2 separate regions of the Bicyclus anynana genome follow, and region 2 is linked to region 1. The links are chromatin contacts, called in public Hi-C maps. All regions are on one chromosome and are shown on one strand. Each heading gives the region's core, a stretch centred on a gene start, on an enhancer-like site or on the middle of the called end of the contact. The rest is flanking DNA. Distances are from core to core; before and after follow the strand shown. Region 1 overlaps LOC112058339 (plasma membrane calcium-transporting ATPase 3). Region 2 overlaps LOC112058339 (plasma membrane calcium-transporting ATPase 3).

The links. Hi-C and Micro-C count contacts between places; a contact is called where the count stands out from the background.
Region 2: a Hi-C map of whole larva shows a contact between it and region 1, with 3 times the contacts expected there. The contact joins two enhancer-like sites. A contact is called at or near these places in 2 of 2 Hi-C or Micro-C datasets (whole body and whole larva).

The regions. Positions count from the first base shown.
Region 1 is chr25:6,773,795-6,777,715 of ilBicAnyn1.1, forward strand. LOC112058339 (plasma membrane calcium-transporting ATPase 3) reads right to left here. Exons shown (of 25, transcript XM_052889311.1): 7 at 3,505-3,670. Among protein-coding and RNA genes, the nearest start is that of LOC128199484, 50 kb to the left of the region's middle. Within about 2 kb of position 1,762, at least 1 of the 8 cell types and tissues checked has open chromatin away from gene starts, as enhancers often do.
Region 2 is chr25:6,919,203-6,923,123 of ilBicAnyn1.1, forward strand. All of the region lies in intron 2 of LOC112058339 (plasma membrane calcium-transporting ATPase 3), which reads right to left. Among protein-coding and RNA genes, the nearest start is that of LOC112058339, 62 kb to the right of the region's middle. Within about 2 kb of position 2,104, at least 8 of the 8 cell types and tissues checked have open chromatin away from gene starts, as enhancers often do.

The sequences.
Region 1 (3,921 bases), core at 512-3,011:
CGCGGGTGAAACCGCGCGGCGTACCTAGTGGTAGATAGGTAATAACTTCGAGCAGTGACTGAGGCTTGTGACTTTGGGTGCAGGTTTAATTGGTCCAGGTCTGGCTGGTGGAAGGCTTCGGCCGCGGTTAGTTACCACTCTACTGATAAAGACGTTCCGCCAAGCGAGTTAGTGTTCCGGTACGATGTCGTGTAGAAACCAAAAGGGGTGTGGATTTTCATCCTCCTCCTAACAAATTAGCCCGCTTCCATCTTAGACTGCATCATCACTTACCATCAGGTGAGATTGTAGTCATGGGTTAACTTGTAAATAATAAAAAAATAAAAAAAAATGATCATGGACTCTCTTAGTAATAGTCAAGAACAGATCTACTTAAGTAAATCCGCAAGGCACAACAAGTATTACTAGATAAAATTGTGTATATTTTATTTTGGATTAAATGTATCGTTAAAATTATAATTCGGGGGCCAAATTCGGAAGGCTAGCGATATGATAAGCACTCGACCCCTCGCAGGTAAACGTACACCTCTTATCAGTAATTACATCGATAACGTCGTCCTAACAGGGGGTCGGGCGAGCGAGCGACGATCGTGGAGGTAATTGAATGCCTACCAAAGAAACCGACATGCGATAAACCGTTTATTTGTATTTCACTATTTTTGGAGTCCCTTGGTGTTAACGACTAGACCTAGATCTAGAGAAGAGACCTACATCCAGAGAAGAGACCCAGATCTAGAAAAGAGACCTACATCTAGGAAAGAGACCTAGATCTAGAGAAGATACTAGCTCTCCCCACAAGAGCCCAATATATGAAACAGCTCTCGAAAACTTATTTTGAGAGATCCCAACCAGCTTGTGGTTGAGGCTTGCAACTTCAACCCCCATTCCAACGCCGATTGTAGATCTAGACGCCCAAAACAAGTCTTTTATGATCCTGACGATGCCATAACGACCGACAATGCTTCCCAGGCAACACAAACACAAGCTGCACAGCGTCTTCGCCGGCGAAGACGAGGTCCCCGATATCTGACATCACCCAGACGTGGGCTTTTTAACTCACGATCTCAGGGGCGCCCGGACTGATACACTCAGGCCAAAACACCTTAGACCGAGGTCCGAGTCAGAGGAGACGCCCTTAGGCCTAGTTCGGACTACTTCAGTATTTTAGTCGAACAATTTTTGAGCGGTAAATCCAAAAATTGTTTGTACTCTCCTAAAATACTAAAGTAGTTTGTACGGCCTATTAGAGGTTTGTTCCACTCTGCTCCTGCCTTCGAGCCCTATCAGGCTATGCTTCTGCGCGCGCCCAAACCCTCTGGTGACGCCGCTGAGGTTCCATTAATAAGCCTAAGGCACTTACACAATTAGAAAAAAGCTATAAACCGTTACACTGTATTTCACTAATGTAACGTAAATGAAAATTAATACTAGGCAACTCGATAATGTCAGGCGTCCACTGATCCGCATCGTACGTATCGGACGCTTCGCATCAAACGGATTATTAATTTTACGATAGATAAAATCTGTTAGATCCGATCCGATAGATTCCGATCAGTGGACGCACTTGTATTACTTTCTATACAAAAATTACGTACGATGTGGACGCCTGCCATTGGATACAGGAATCTTATCAGATCTACATAAATGTATAGTACCTAATATACCACTTAATCTTGACCTTCAAATCGGTACATATAATATGTCATCACAGTTTAAATTATGTCAGCTAAAAAAACATAATTGCGTTACGATGACCTCCTCTGTTACGCTCAACGATTTCTGGCTAAAAATAATCACCTCATTAGTGAATGTATCCGCGCATAGCATCGAAATAATCAACCAGTTAAAAAAATATTCCACCAGAAATAACTGTACCTACCAACACTTGAAAATATTTTAAAACGATCAATATTGGAGCGAGAAAACTCATTCTCTATACCAGTAGAAATACAAATAACATCATTATCAGAGTATTTTAATAGCCCCCCTAGCCAAGTAGACCGTTGATTCACTTTCTACGATCGCTAACGCTTCGGTAACTAGAAAAATGTATGGGAATGGCAGATCTTGATCACGTGACCTGTCGAAAGCAAACGTCATTCCCATACATCTTTCTATAGTTTTCGAAGCGTTAGTGATCGTAGAAAGAGAATCGACTACTTGCTACTGAGCTAAGGGGGCTGGCACTACCACCCTATAGGAGTGGATCATCATCATCATCATCATCAGCCGATGGACGTCCACTGCTGGACATAAGTCTCTTGCATGGACTTCCAAGCACAACGATCTCGAGCCGCCAGCATCCAGCGGCTCCCTGCAACCCGTTTCATGTTCTCGGTCCACCGAATTGGGGGTCGATCAACACTATGCTTTCCGGTGTGGGGTCATCATTCATTCCAGCACCTTGGGACTTTGGCAGAGAGGATATGGAGCTTTATTTTATACCCATCGCCCTCTAGTATTTGACTTTATAACGATCATTATCAGATGATAATGATGATGACCGGGACCTACGGTTTAAAGTGCTGTTAGAGGCAGGAATATATAGCCTGACCCGGGACTTGAACCTAGAACCTTGTGATTCGAAGCCACAGACTAACCACTGGACCAACGAGGCAATTTACAAAATGTTCAAGTAGATATACGTCAAGATATCATCATCATTAACAACCCATATTCGGCTCACTGTTGAGCACGAGTCTCTTTCTCAGAATGAGAGGAATTAGGCCAATAGTCCCCCACACTGACCCAATGTGCAGACTTCAGACACGTGAAGTTTGTAAAATTCTCAGGTGTGAAGGTTTCCTCACAATGTTTTTTCCTTCACCGTTTGAGACACGTGATATTTAATTTCTAAAAAAGTACGTAAAGACATACTTGCTGAGTATTTACGTGTTATTGGGTAACTTATACCAGCAAGGCATAATCATATCTGTAATCATAATTTGCAATTGAATATTATCTACATTTTGTAATCACAAAGTAGCGTCTTACTTGTATCCAATATTTAAATCTATTCATGAACTAATTGTACGACATCCGGCATAAGAAATATATACCCTCATCTGTGATTTTATCTATACTAATATTATAAAGTGTCTCCGACCACGATCTCACTTATGAGCAATTTGTTACCCTTCGCTGCTTCGATAAATACCATCAATATTATCAGGATCTAACTGTCTAAGGATCACAACCTAAGCGAGTCAAAAGGGAAGCCATACTTGATCTGACAGATGTCTCCGACCACGATCTCACTTAAGAGCAAATAGTTACCCTTCGCTGCTTCTATATAATATATATATCATCAATATTATTAGGATTTAACTGTCTAAGTATCGTTACCTAAGCGAGTCTAAAGGAAAACCATACTTGATCTGACAGATGTCTCCGACCACGATCTCACTTATGGGCACTGGGTCACCTTGTTGATTCGATATACATTTATGCATACCATCAATACTAAGTACCAGGATATCAGCAAACAAAGTAAGTATACTGCACCTTAAGGTCGTTACTCTGCAGCAGGATGCCGTCAGCTGGCAGCAAGTCGCCATACTTTATCTGACAGATGTCGCCGACCACGATCTCACTTATGGGCACTTGGTTCACCTCGCTGCTTCTTATCACCGCAAACTTGTGCTCGCCTTCTATTCGAGATTGTAGCCCTCTGGAACGTTACACATAGTAAATTAAGACTTATCTAAAAAACATAAAACCTAATATTGTAAAGAGGTAAAGTTTGTGAGGTTCTAGGGTAATCGCTGTATATACTGGACCAATTTCGAAAATTCTTTTCCTAATAGAAAGCCACGTCATTTGTGAGTGTAGGCTTTATTTTATCCCCGTATTTCCACAGGAACGAGTACTGCGCGATTGGAATCGCGGCGCATCTGCTAGTACATTATTATTAACCAATAT
Region 2 (3,921 bases), core at 854-3,353, 150 kb after region 1:
TATAGCTTGGAGGGGGGTAGCGATGGCACGCGCGCACGACTTCACACCCGCGCAGTCCTTCCCACTGCCCCGGCACTTGCCAAGCTATAGCGGACCCGGTCAAGTTTCGCTTTAATTTATTTGCACTTCCACGCTACCCCTACCCACCCTACGCTACTCCCACCCTACACCTACCCTACCCTACTCCTGCAGATGAATACATTAGGCAGCAATGGAGTTTGGATTATAGTGGCTTTGGATAACAGGTTTCAAGGAAGGTAATAAAATTATTCAAAAAAACATTAATTAAACGCGAATGAAGTCACAGGGTTCCGTAGTTTAATAGCAGTAGCGTAGCATGCCTTGTAGGGGCCCTGTATCAAAATTAGTTGGGGGGCCCATGAAGGGTACAGGTTTCTCACACAATAAACAAAAATGCTTGCATAAAATAGATAAATATATTTTTTTCTTTCACACGTAAGGGGCCCCTGGACTACAGGGACCCCGTATACGGCGGTAGCTACGCCCCTGTTTAATAGATAATAGTGCCTCCGAGTATACCTACACATAACATTCGAATGTACCCATAGTTTCACTTCTAATTTATGTCACCTGGCAGCCCTAACATTCGTGACAAGAATTCAAATAGCTTTACCATGTAGAACAGAGTAAGTAAATACATAAGAGAAAATCTTCGCTCTTACATCGTCATAATATCTGTACACCAGCGGCAAGCCGATTCCCGTCGGATTACCTTGAAAACTCCATGCATATTCATTGTTGTACTGTATCTAGATTTATGAGAAACCGGGGTTCGTGTCACTCTGTATGAATTTCTTTTTCTTTGGGACGGCTTAAATTCATCTAAATTCCATCCTTCACCACTGCTGTACACTGATGACAAATGTCAGTCAAAAACTTGTCACTGGGTTGCAAGTAACTTGACAGGGAGTCACACATGAGATGTGACGTCACAGTACCGAAGGTCGCCAGTTTTTTATCACAACCTTCATAGATGCAACAAAGCTCGATGCAATATTGGACGAGGAATTTAATATTTTGCATAATCAATAGATTATAGTGCCTACTCTACTTAAAAAGCATCACAACGGCGACCAATTCGTTCTTCAGATAAGCCCTAAGCACTCAATTGAAGGATCAATAGACAATAGACATGATCTTAATAGTTGAGTAGGTGTTAAATGTTTGCACTGTTGACCAATGTCTGCCACTGGATTGCAAGTAACGTGATCTGACGTCACACATGAGGTGTGACGTCATAGCACCGAGAGCAGTGGCGTAGCGTACCTTGGAGGTACCCTGTATCAAAATTAGTTGGGGGGGGGGGGGGGCAACATGAGCGGCAAGTCCCAAAAAATCTCTTGAGATTTCGAGGCTTTGACACAGATATAAGTACGCACGTGACGTCACACCTTATGTGGACGTCACGGCATTGAGGGTCACCAGTTCCTATTACTACGAAGCCAATCTGTTCATCTGTTCTTTAAATTAGCCATAGACTTAATAGCATGATTTCTAATGTTGAGTATTAAACTGTAGCACTGGTGGTATTTTTTTTTATTCAATGAAACGTTAGCCCTTGACTGCTACCTTACCTGTGGCGTTAACATGTGACCAAGTGAAGATAATTAGACAAAATATCGTGCAATGGCGGCTGAGTTGTCCCAGTCCCATCTCTTTCGTTCTCCCAACGCAATGAAAGAGACAGTAGTATTTCCTGTTGCACCACCATTGGTTGTAATTTGTCTATTTCCCTTCACAACATCGCACACTAGCGCCACTGACGTACTGACGTTAAGTGATAATTGAGTTGGAAGCGGGCTTACATACTTGAACGAGATACAAGTTAATTTTACTGATACCTCTGACGGCTTCTACGAGGCATCGTACCGGAACGGCTAATCGCTTGGCCGTATGCCTTTGCCAGCAGGGTAACTAGCCACGGCCGATGCCTACCACCAGATAACGGGTGCGTGGACACGTCAGTTATCTATAAATATGCTTCAAAAAGCGAGCGCGGCGGTTGTCGGCGTCACTGGACAGTGCGTCACACCACAACACTTATAGAAAACTGGTGACCCTCGGTACGTGACGTCACTCGGTATGTGTGACGATCAGGCTCGCGTTACTTGCGATGCGGTGACAAGTTTTCGTACTGTGGCGTGGATACACAATTATTGAGATCATGTCAGTTGTTCCTGCTATTATTAAGTCTATGGCTAATCTCAAGAACGGATTGGTCACTTCTTTCCTTTTTTTTTATTCTTTACAAGTTAGCCCTTGATTACAATCTCACCTGATGGTAAGTGACGATGCAATCTAAGATGGAAGCGGGCTAACTTAATAGGAGGAGGATGAAAGTGCATCGTATCGGAACGCTATATCGCTTGGCGGTACGTCTTTGGTGGTAACTAGCCATGGCCAAAGCCTCCCACCAGCCAGACCTGGACCAATTAAGAAAACCTTAATCGGCCCAGCTGGGGATCGAACTTAGGACCTCCGTCTTGTAAATCCACCGCGCATACCACTGCGCCACGGAGGCCGTCGAAAATAGAAAACGTAATGGAAAACTCTTTGGATCCCTCGTAACTTTAATTTTAAGTTTTCGACTTTACTTACCACCATTAAATTAAATCATGACATAACTTGACGTTTCACTTTTGAAAACCTGTAAACTAATTGAAATAAATGAATTTTAATTTTTTTTAGCACTGTGACGTCCAATACCATATAACCATAAACGCACAAATAACAAACATATTTGTAATTTCGTTTGAACGCACATACAAATCTAACGATCATTATGATCAACGACGTCATTAATTCGTGCCATTTTGTATGGGCCGTGTTTAGGGATCTGTGGAAGTGCCGCAAATATGACACTTTAAATCCCTGTAGCTTCGAAAGTAATGATCGCAGATACCCTGTTACTTTTACAAAATTGCTTTACTATTAGCATACTTCTAATTTATATATAATTTAAAAAAACTCTCATCATCCCTATTGTACAAAATGGAATAGGCCTTCTCCAATTCATATTCCTAATTAGCCTTCAGGGTAGTGCAAGTGCACTTATAGTAGCATAAATAGGTAACCCAATAAACTAACAGTTATTAATAAAGGAGATAGGTATTATAATTATTTATCTTACAAATAAAATAGATAAGGTAACACACCTATCCCTTATCACATAAGCACCTATCACACAGGCAATGTAATCTTTGACACAGTTACTGATATTAAAGCATGTATTACGTAAATGCATAAGACTAGCAAACGACTCGCGGTTTCACCCGCGTAGTTCCCGTTCCCGTGAGACTATGGGGATAAAACTATAAACCATGATAATTGGTGAAGATGGGGCTGGCTATCTCATGGAGAAAAAAATTTTAAAATCAGTCCAGTAATTTTGAAGTTAAATTGTAGTGGGAATAGGAATATTTGTCATATTTAAAAAGACATGGCAAATACTCTTAAAAAAAACATTGTGTGACCCAATGATGTTAAATACTGTTAGATGTGTTACTATAGCGCATTAAAAACGAGGCGCTCAAAAGAGGAAATTTCCACATCTCAATGTTAGTTCTGGTCAACAATGAATGTTATTTAAACAAATAATACCTAAATAGTAAATATTGTCTACAATGTGAGTTGTGTGTTTAGGAAGTGTAAAAACTACATATACAAAAAATTTTAATAAAAAAAATTCAACCGACTTCCAACTCAAAAATTAACCTAAACTAAAAAGCAAAAAATAACATCTTACCTATGTGCTACCTCCGGATCAGTTTGTTGTTGTTTTTAGTTTAGGTTAATTTTTGAGTTGGAAGTCGGTTGAATTTTTTTTATTAAAATTTTTATTTTTTAATTTTTAGTGTTAGCACACCTACTACTAAGTGTGAACAAAAATTAATAAGCAAT